2 separate regions of the Oryctolagus cuniculus genome follow, and region 1 is linked to region 2. A link is a contact called in public Micro-C data. All regions are on one chromosome and are shown on one strand. The core of a region is the stretch at or near the end of the contact, and the rest is flanking DNA. Distances in the headings are between cores, read along the strand shown. Region 1 overlaps CTBP2 (C-terminal binding protein 2). Region 2 holds the start of CTBP2 (C-terminal binding protein 2).

Region 1 (2,986 bases), core at 191-2,690, 87 kb before region 2:
GGGCTGCAGTATCTTGAGGGACCCTGGTCGCAGCACCCTTTGTATTAGAACTCTTACGATCATCTGTCACCCAGCAACCAGCACCCACTGCAACCCCCAGAGAGCCTATGGCGCTGACCTCGGTCACTGCTAGGGCTCCAGTTCTGAGACCGGAGGCTCGGAACTCGGACATGGCCTGGACGTGTGGCCCCAGGTGTACAGGACCCACCAGGCAGGGAGCTCCCCTCCTCGGCCTCGCCCTCCACCCCCACCCCCACCCCCGCCCCCGCCCCCACCCCAGCAATATCCACAGGGGTCGCTGTGATTCTCACTCGTCCCAGATGCTTCCAGTGAATTCCAGGGCCACATGCAACACGCACAGAGTTCACTAAGGCACCCGGGGGTCTCCACGGGGACTCACGCACACCCATAAATCTGGGGAACATTAAAAAGATCTACCAGGGCCTGGGCCCCACATTAAGAATGCAGCCTCGGACGCCACCCTCTGCATGGAAATTCAGCTTTCTTATTCTTTGGTCTTTGAAATGCAGCGACCATTAAATCCAAGCCCTGCCAATCTTGGAAAAAGCGGATGCAGGTAAACATTTAAGGCAAGCATGGCCGTTTCTGTTTCTAAGATGGCAGGGACCGCATTGAGCACGAGACGCGGCCAGGAGCAGTCAGGAGCCTGCGGGCCCGGCGGCCCTTGGGGGCTTCTGACAACCCAATGCCTTCCAAATCTGACCAGCTGGCTTCAGAGTCTGGAAGCAAAGTAGCCAGGCGGGGCCGCACATCCAACTTCAGAAACCTAACGGCCACGGTTCATTCAGCTGCACCCCACCATTCCTGAGCAGCCTCTACAGACCAGACAGAAACACTCGGAGAACCCAGCACGGGGCCAACAAATAAAATCTGGCCCAGAAAACTCACTGCAATGAAACACAGAGGGCCAGGGAGACACACACCCAAATACGAGCAGGACTCGCTCTGAGGGCGAGACTCTGGGAAGGGTGGGACCGGCCTGGGTGGAGAGGGTCTCTTACACCAGCGGCCCCCCAGCAGGGCAGCCCTGCTGTCTGATTCTAGCAGGCGCTGGCCATCACACCTGTTCTCCAGGTGAGCCCCAACCACTCAGGTGCTGGCAGGACAGGGACTTCCAGAAGAGCCCAGAGGAGGTCCAAATAATCCCCTTGTTGGAGAACTGCCCAACCCAGGGGCAAGGCTCAGGGCACCTGCCTCACTCACAGCTGTTCTATGTGAATGAATTTCACAGGTGCAAACACAAGGCTCCTGGGGTGTGCGGGTGGGGGTGGGGGTAGCACCCTCTTAGCCACAGAAACCTCCCCCCCAGTCATCCCCAGTGGTGCTGCAGGAGCCATGGGGGCACCCACAGGGGTTCACCTCCCAGTGCACATGGCTCAGCCCTGACTTGACGAGCTAGGGTCCCAGCACACAGCCACACCAGAGCTCTGGAAAGCTCTCTCAGAGAGACCTGCTGAGCCCTCACATTCACTCTTTGTGTGCGGGTCTGCAGCCTGCACGTGGCCCTGGGCTGGCCTGTGGCCCCCACCCCCACCCCAGCTCCAGGGCAGCAGCAATTCTTTGGACAAACCCACTCTGAGGGCCTCGGACTGGCGGGAAGACTTGGGAAAATGGCTCCCACACAATCTGATGAGGCCAGCAAGCAGAGGCCCAGCGACACTCGTAAGAAAGAACATCTGTCAGTGTCACAAGGTCGGCAGGAAGCGAGTGGGGTTTACGCCGCTCCGATTGGCCGGCCCAGCACTCCTAGAAAGACACACACATGGCTTAACTTAGCCCTAGAGGAACAACAAAAAAACCCTTTCAATTGTCCTTGGCCAGCCCGCCTCCCTCCAGGCTCGGGGATGCAGCCTCCCCAGCGCTCTCGGAGCGCTCAGGGCCGCGGAGGCTCGGACACCCCCGGAGCAGAGAACAGCTCTCATGGGGTCCGCATTGCCTGGGGACAGATCTCCAGCTCCACTTTGTCATGAGAACGCCCGTGTTTCAGTAAATCCCTCATCATGAAAACCAAAACAAGAGTTTCCTTCGGAAAAACAGGAAGCCCTGGTACAAAACAGGGCTTAAAATAGGGCATTTCATTTGTTGCCAACACGCCAGCCCCTGAGCCTCTGGGCCCCTTCTGTCCACTGGCCAGCTCACCTCTCCCCCTCCTGCAGGACCTGTCCCGCCTCCCCCGGCGGCAGGAGGCCTGGTCTTTGTTATGCTCTGGTGTGGGTCACAGGCCAGGGGCCTGCTAAGGCCATTCCTGCTTCCTGTCCAGAGGGATCCCCTGGGAAGCCAGGCCCTGACCCCCGGGGGAACCAGCCCTGCTGCCTTCCATCAGGAGGCTGCTCCAGCCTCTCGGCGCAGTCCTTGGGAACCTGGGGTCCTCTGGACCTGGCTTGTGCTTCCTCGGAACAAAGCCCGCCAGGCACCTGCACTGACTTTCCACGAGGACCCCAGCATCAAAGCCAATTTCCCCAAAGACGGCGACCTCGGGACATGGCCCGCACCTCGGAGGGCCAGCGCAGGCTCAGCCAGCGGTCGGCCCACCGCATCCAGCAGCAGCCACTCCTCTCTGCACAGGGGCCGACTCAAAGCGAACAGAAAGTTCTGCTTGAAGGAAAACCAAACTACGAGCGAGCCCGGTGGGGTCTGCCGGTTTACACAGGAGCAAGTCAGCCGCACAAAAGTACACAAAGGATGAGACACACGCGACTTCCTTTAAGAAATGTCAGCGATTTAAAATCCCCTTTCAGGTGTGTGGACCACGGCACCGGGGAGCCTGTGGTGGCAACCACGCGATGCACAGCTGCGAGCGGTAACACGATTTCTCCGACAGGAGCTTGTGCCCACCACGCGGCCCTCTTTCCTGGCTCCATCTTCCCAGCCAACCGCCCCGGGGCGCCAGCAATGCTGCAGGTGGAGGGCCGAGCACCAGGACACCGCCTCCCTTCCCCAACTTCCTACCAGCTCCCAAGAATGC
Region 2 (3,404 bases), core at 615-3,114:
GGCCGCGCGGTCCGTCCGGCGCCGCGGAGGAGCAGGGGGACAGGGCGGCCGCGGCGGCCCCGCGATACCCGCGCCGCGCCAGGTCCCCGCCGCCCAGGGCGCGCCCCGGCCGGCCCCTCCTGCGAAACTTTTTCCTTTCGGTTCGCCCCACCCGAAAAGTGCGGCCCGGGCGGGGGAGCCGGGGAGGCGCGCGCGGGCCGGGCTCCGGGCGGCCGGCGAGGAGGAAGTGGTGCCCGCGGGAGCGCGGCCGGGCATTTCCTCTGCCCCCGCCCGCGCCAGCCGCCGCCGCCGCCGCCCGGAGCCCGCCCCGGCCCCCCGCCCCGCCGCGACTTTGGCGGGCCGGGCCCCGCGCGGCGGCGGCGGCCGCGGCAGATGTGGCCCGGCTGCCCGGAGGAGCCAACAATGCCGGGCCGGCACAACAAAAGGGTTCCACTTCGCCTCCCTTCCAGCCCTCCGCCGGCGCTCCCGGGGCGCTGCGGGGGTCCCCCGCCGTCAGGGGCCGCGCCCCCCGGGGGCCCGAGCCGCGCGCGCCCCGACTTCCCCGCGGCCCCTCGCCCCTCCGCCCTTCGCCTCGCGGGCGCCAGGCCCGCCGCACCCCGGCGTGCTCGGACTCCGGGTCCCCAGGGACCCGGCCGTATTGTCCCCGCGGCGCGCCGCGCGTTCGGCCCGGGTGGCCGGCGGCCCCCGCGCGCGCACCCACCGGGCTCGGGGAGCCGGAGCCGGGGGCGCCTGGGAACCCGTGGCCGCGACGCCGCCGCTGCGCTGCCCTCCGGACGCCGCCGCGCTCGGGGTTTCTTTCTTTCCTTTTTTTTTTTTTTTTTTTTCCAATCCTGATGGGAAGGAAGGTGACCGCCTACTTCGCATTCATCAACTCTCATCACAACAACAAAAATCCTGGCGCAAACGGCTGCCGGCGGGCGCAACCGAGGGCGGGGGGCGGCGGGCGCGGACCCCTGGGACGCCGTCCGCCCCCGGCCACCGAGGGGACACCCGGGGCCGGGGGCGCGGGCCAAAGATGTCCTCGGATGCCGGCTCCGCGCCCTTCGCCTCCCTCCTCCCGCTCCCGGAGTGGCGCAGTGAGGCGCGGGCACGGCGCCCCCCGCCCGTGGCCGCGGCCCCAGCCCTCCCCCGGGGTCCCCTTACCTCGTCCCGGGCCGCCGGCGTCCGCGGCGAAGGGCGCCCACCCGGGAGGCGGCGGCGGCGGCGGCGGCGACTCCCGCCCCTCCCACCCCACCCGGCGGCGGCGGCGGCGGCTGTGCGCCCCCCCCACCTCAGCGCGGCATGGCTCCCGGCTCGGGGCCTCGCTCCTCGGGCCGCTCCCGAGCCACCTTAAAATGACACACGCACACGGGGACACACACAAAAACTTAATCTCCCGGCCGCGCGCCCCTCCCCCGCCCCTCCCTCCTCCGCCTCCGCCTCCGCCCCCGCCTCTCCCGCCGCCCAGCCTCTTCCTACTTCCCCACCCAGCCGCCCCTTCCTCCGCCCACCGGCTCCCGGTCCCCACCCCGGCCCGCCCGCCCGGCCTCCGGGAGGGGCCGCGCCGCCCGCGTCGCTCACCCCCGGAGGATGCCGGCTCCAAGTTGGCTCCGGGAGGGCCGGTCCGGGGCCGCGCGCCCGCGGCTACTCCGCTCTTTATGCGTTTTCTCGGGGAAGGAGGCGGCGAGCGGAGCCCGCGGGAGGGCGCGCGGCGGCCGGGCCGCAGCTCAGCGCCGCGGGCTGCGCGGGAGCGAGGCGGGAGCGAGGTGAGGGTCGCCGCCCGCTCACTCCTCGCTCCTTTTTTTTTTTTTTTTTTTTTTTTTTTTTGGGCAAAGGCGGGGTCTCTCTTTGCAAACCAATGACACAACCCCACATGGGCCGGCCTCGCCCCTACAGATACTCCTCACTACAAATGGGCGCTCTCGGGGGATTAGCGGCTCCGCCAAAGTGCGCGCTGGCGCGGCGGGCACTCGCTGGCCCGCCCCCGGCCGGGCCCCGCCCGGAAGGCCTGCGGGAGGCGCGGGGGCCTCGGCGGCAGGGGCGGGGGTCCTGCCGCGGCCGCCCGGAGCCCAGCCCGCCCCTCGCCGACCCTCCTCCGCCTCGCCTTCCACGTGGGGCCTTGGGCGCCCGGCCACGTGAGGGGGGGACGCGAGCCCCGCGGGCCCCGGCCCCGTGGGGCCCCCGCCAGGCCTGCTGCGCCGACCTGCCCTCTTCCCGGCCCCGCGCCTGCAACTTCCTGCTGGGCCCCCGCGCCGGCCGCTTCTGCCTTCCCAGGCCCGCGGGGCCGGCCGCGGGGGGCCCTTGCGTTTCCCAAATCCGGATCCGCGAGACCGTGGCCGAGAGGCTGCGGGGAGGGGGCCCCCATGTGCTGGACCTGGCAGCGGCGGCTGCTGTCCCTGCGAGAAGCAAAACATCTCTACACATTTCTAGAAAAAAAAAAAATGTTCTTCCTGTTGCCCGGATCTCGCCGGGCTATTTTTAAAGCCTTGCCCTGGGTCGCAACCCCGGGCCTCGCGGGACGGCGGCGCGGCGGCCTGGGGGCCGGGAGTCGGGGTCCGGGGCGCGCGCGGCGCCTACGCAGTCCCGGACTCCAAGCCTGGAGTCGGGGCCTGAGGGCCAGACACGGCCCGGACTGGCCCCCGCGCCTGTGACCCGCACCGTCTCCGGGAGGGATCTGGGTGCAGGGGGAGGCCCAGGGATCCGCGGCGCTCATCCCACTTCCCTGGGTCCGCCCGCGCGCCCTGCGGGAGCCCGTGTGTGCGCCAAACTAAGCCCTTAGGCTCTGTGGGTTTAAGACCTCGCTGATAAGTGAGGACCTGGACTGAGATGTGCGCAGGAAAGGCATGGGGAGGGGTCTGAGGTCTGGCGTTAAGGGCCGCCATTCTGGGAGCCGGTGGCCGCCTTGGGGCCCGAGGGCTGCGTGCTCTGCGGAGCCGAAGCACCGAAAGCCGAGGTCCCGCACAGCCGAGCTGCCCTCTGCACCCTGAGGCGCGCAGCCGCGGGCGCTCGGCCTTGTTGGCATCTGCGAATCCAACCCCAGCTGGGGGTTTGTGCTCAGGCGAGCCGGGGTGCGGCCTGTGCGACGGGCAGCGTGGGGGGGCCTTGGCTTCTGCTGCTGGTCTTTCGGGAAGCAGGATTTCAGGCCCCCCGGGGTGGCCCGCGCGGGGCCCGGCCTTGTGCGCCCGGAGCTCCGTGCACGTGGGCCCGATTCGGGCTGGGCGGCCTGTGCCCGCAGCTTTGCCCCCCAGGCCCTGGTGCTTGTATCGTCCTGGGCTGTCCTTGGACCCGGGTCTCCGGGGCGCCGGGCCGCGCTTTCTGACTTTCCTGGGCGTAAACTGAGCAAACGTGTCTGCTTCCCCGTCTCACAGAGGAGCTCTGGTTCTGAGTGGTCGCAGAAAAACCACAGAAAGTGTGTTTTCATAGTA

The links. A called contact is a pair of places that touch in the nucleus more often than the background predicts.
Region 1: a Micro-C map of ear pinna shows a contact between it and region 2, with 2.4 times the contacts expected there. The contact joins the enhancer-like site here to the promoter of CTBP2 in region 2. A contact is called at or near these places in 2 of 6 Hi-C or Micro-C datasets (ear pinna and an unstated tissue).

The regions. Positions count from the first base shown.
Region 1 is chr15:6,460,670-6,463,655 of mOryCun1.1, reverse strand. The region is part of intron 2 of CTBP2 (C-terminal binding protein 2); the gene reads right to left. Among named protein-coding and RNA genes, the nearest start is that of CTBP2, 87 kb to the right of the region's middle. Within about 2 kb of position 1,440, at least 3 of the 8 cell types and tissues checked have an H3K27ac peak or open chromatin away from gene starts, as enhancers often do. A contact at or near this core is called in ear pinna, where this site is marked.
Region 2 is chr15:6,373,540-6,376,943 of mOryCun1.1, reverse strand. It overlaps CTBP2 (C-terminal binding protein 2), which reads right to left and starts at 1,864. Exons shown (of 11, transcript XM_051833531.2): 1 at 1,561-1,864.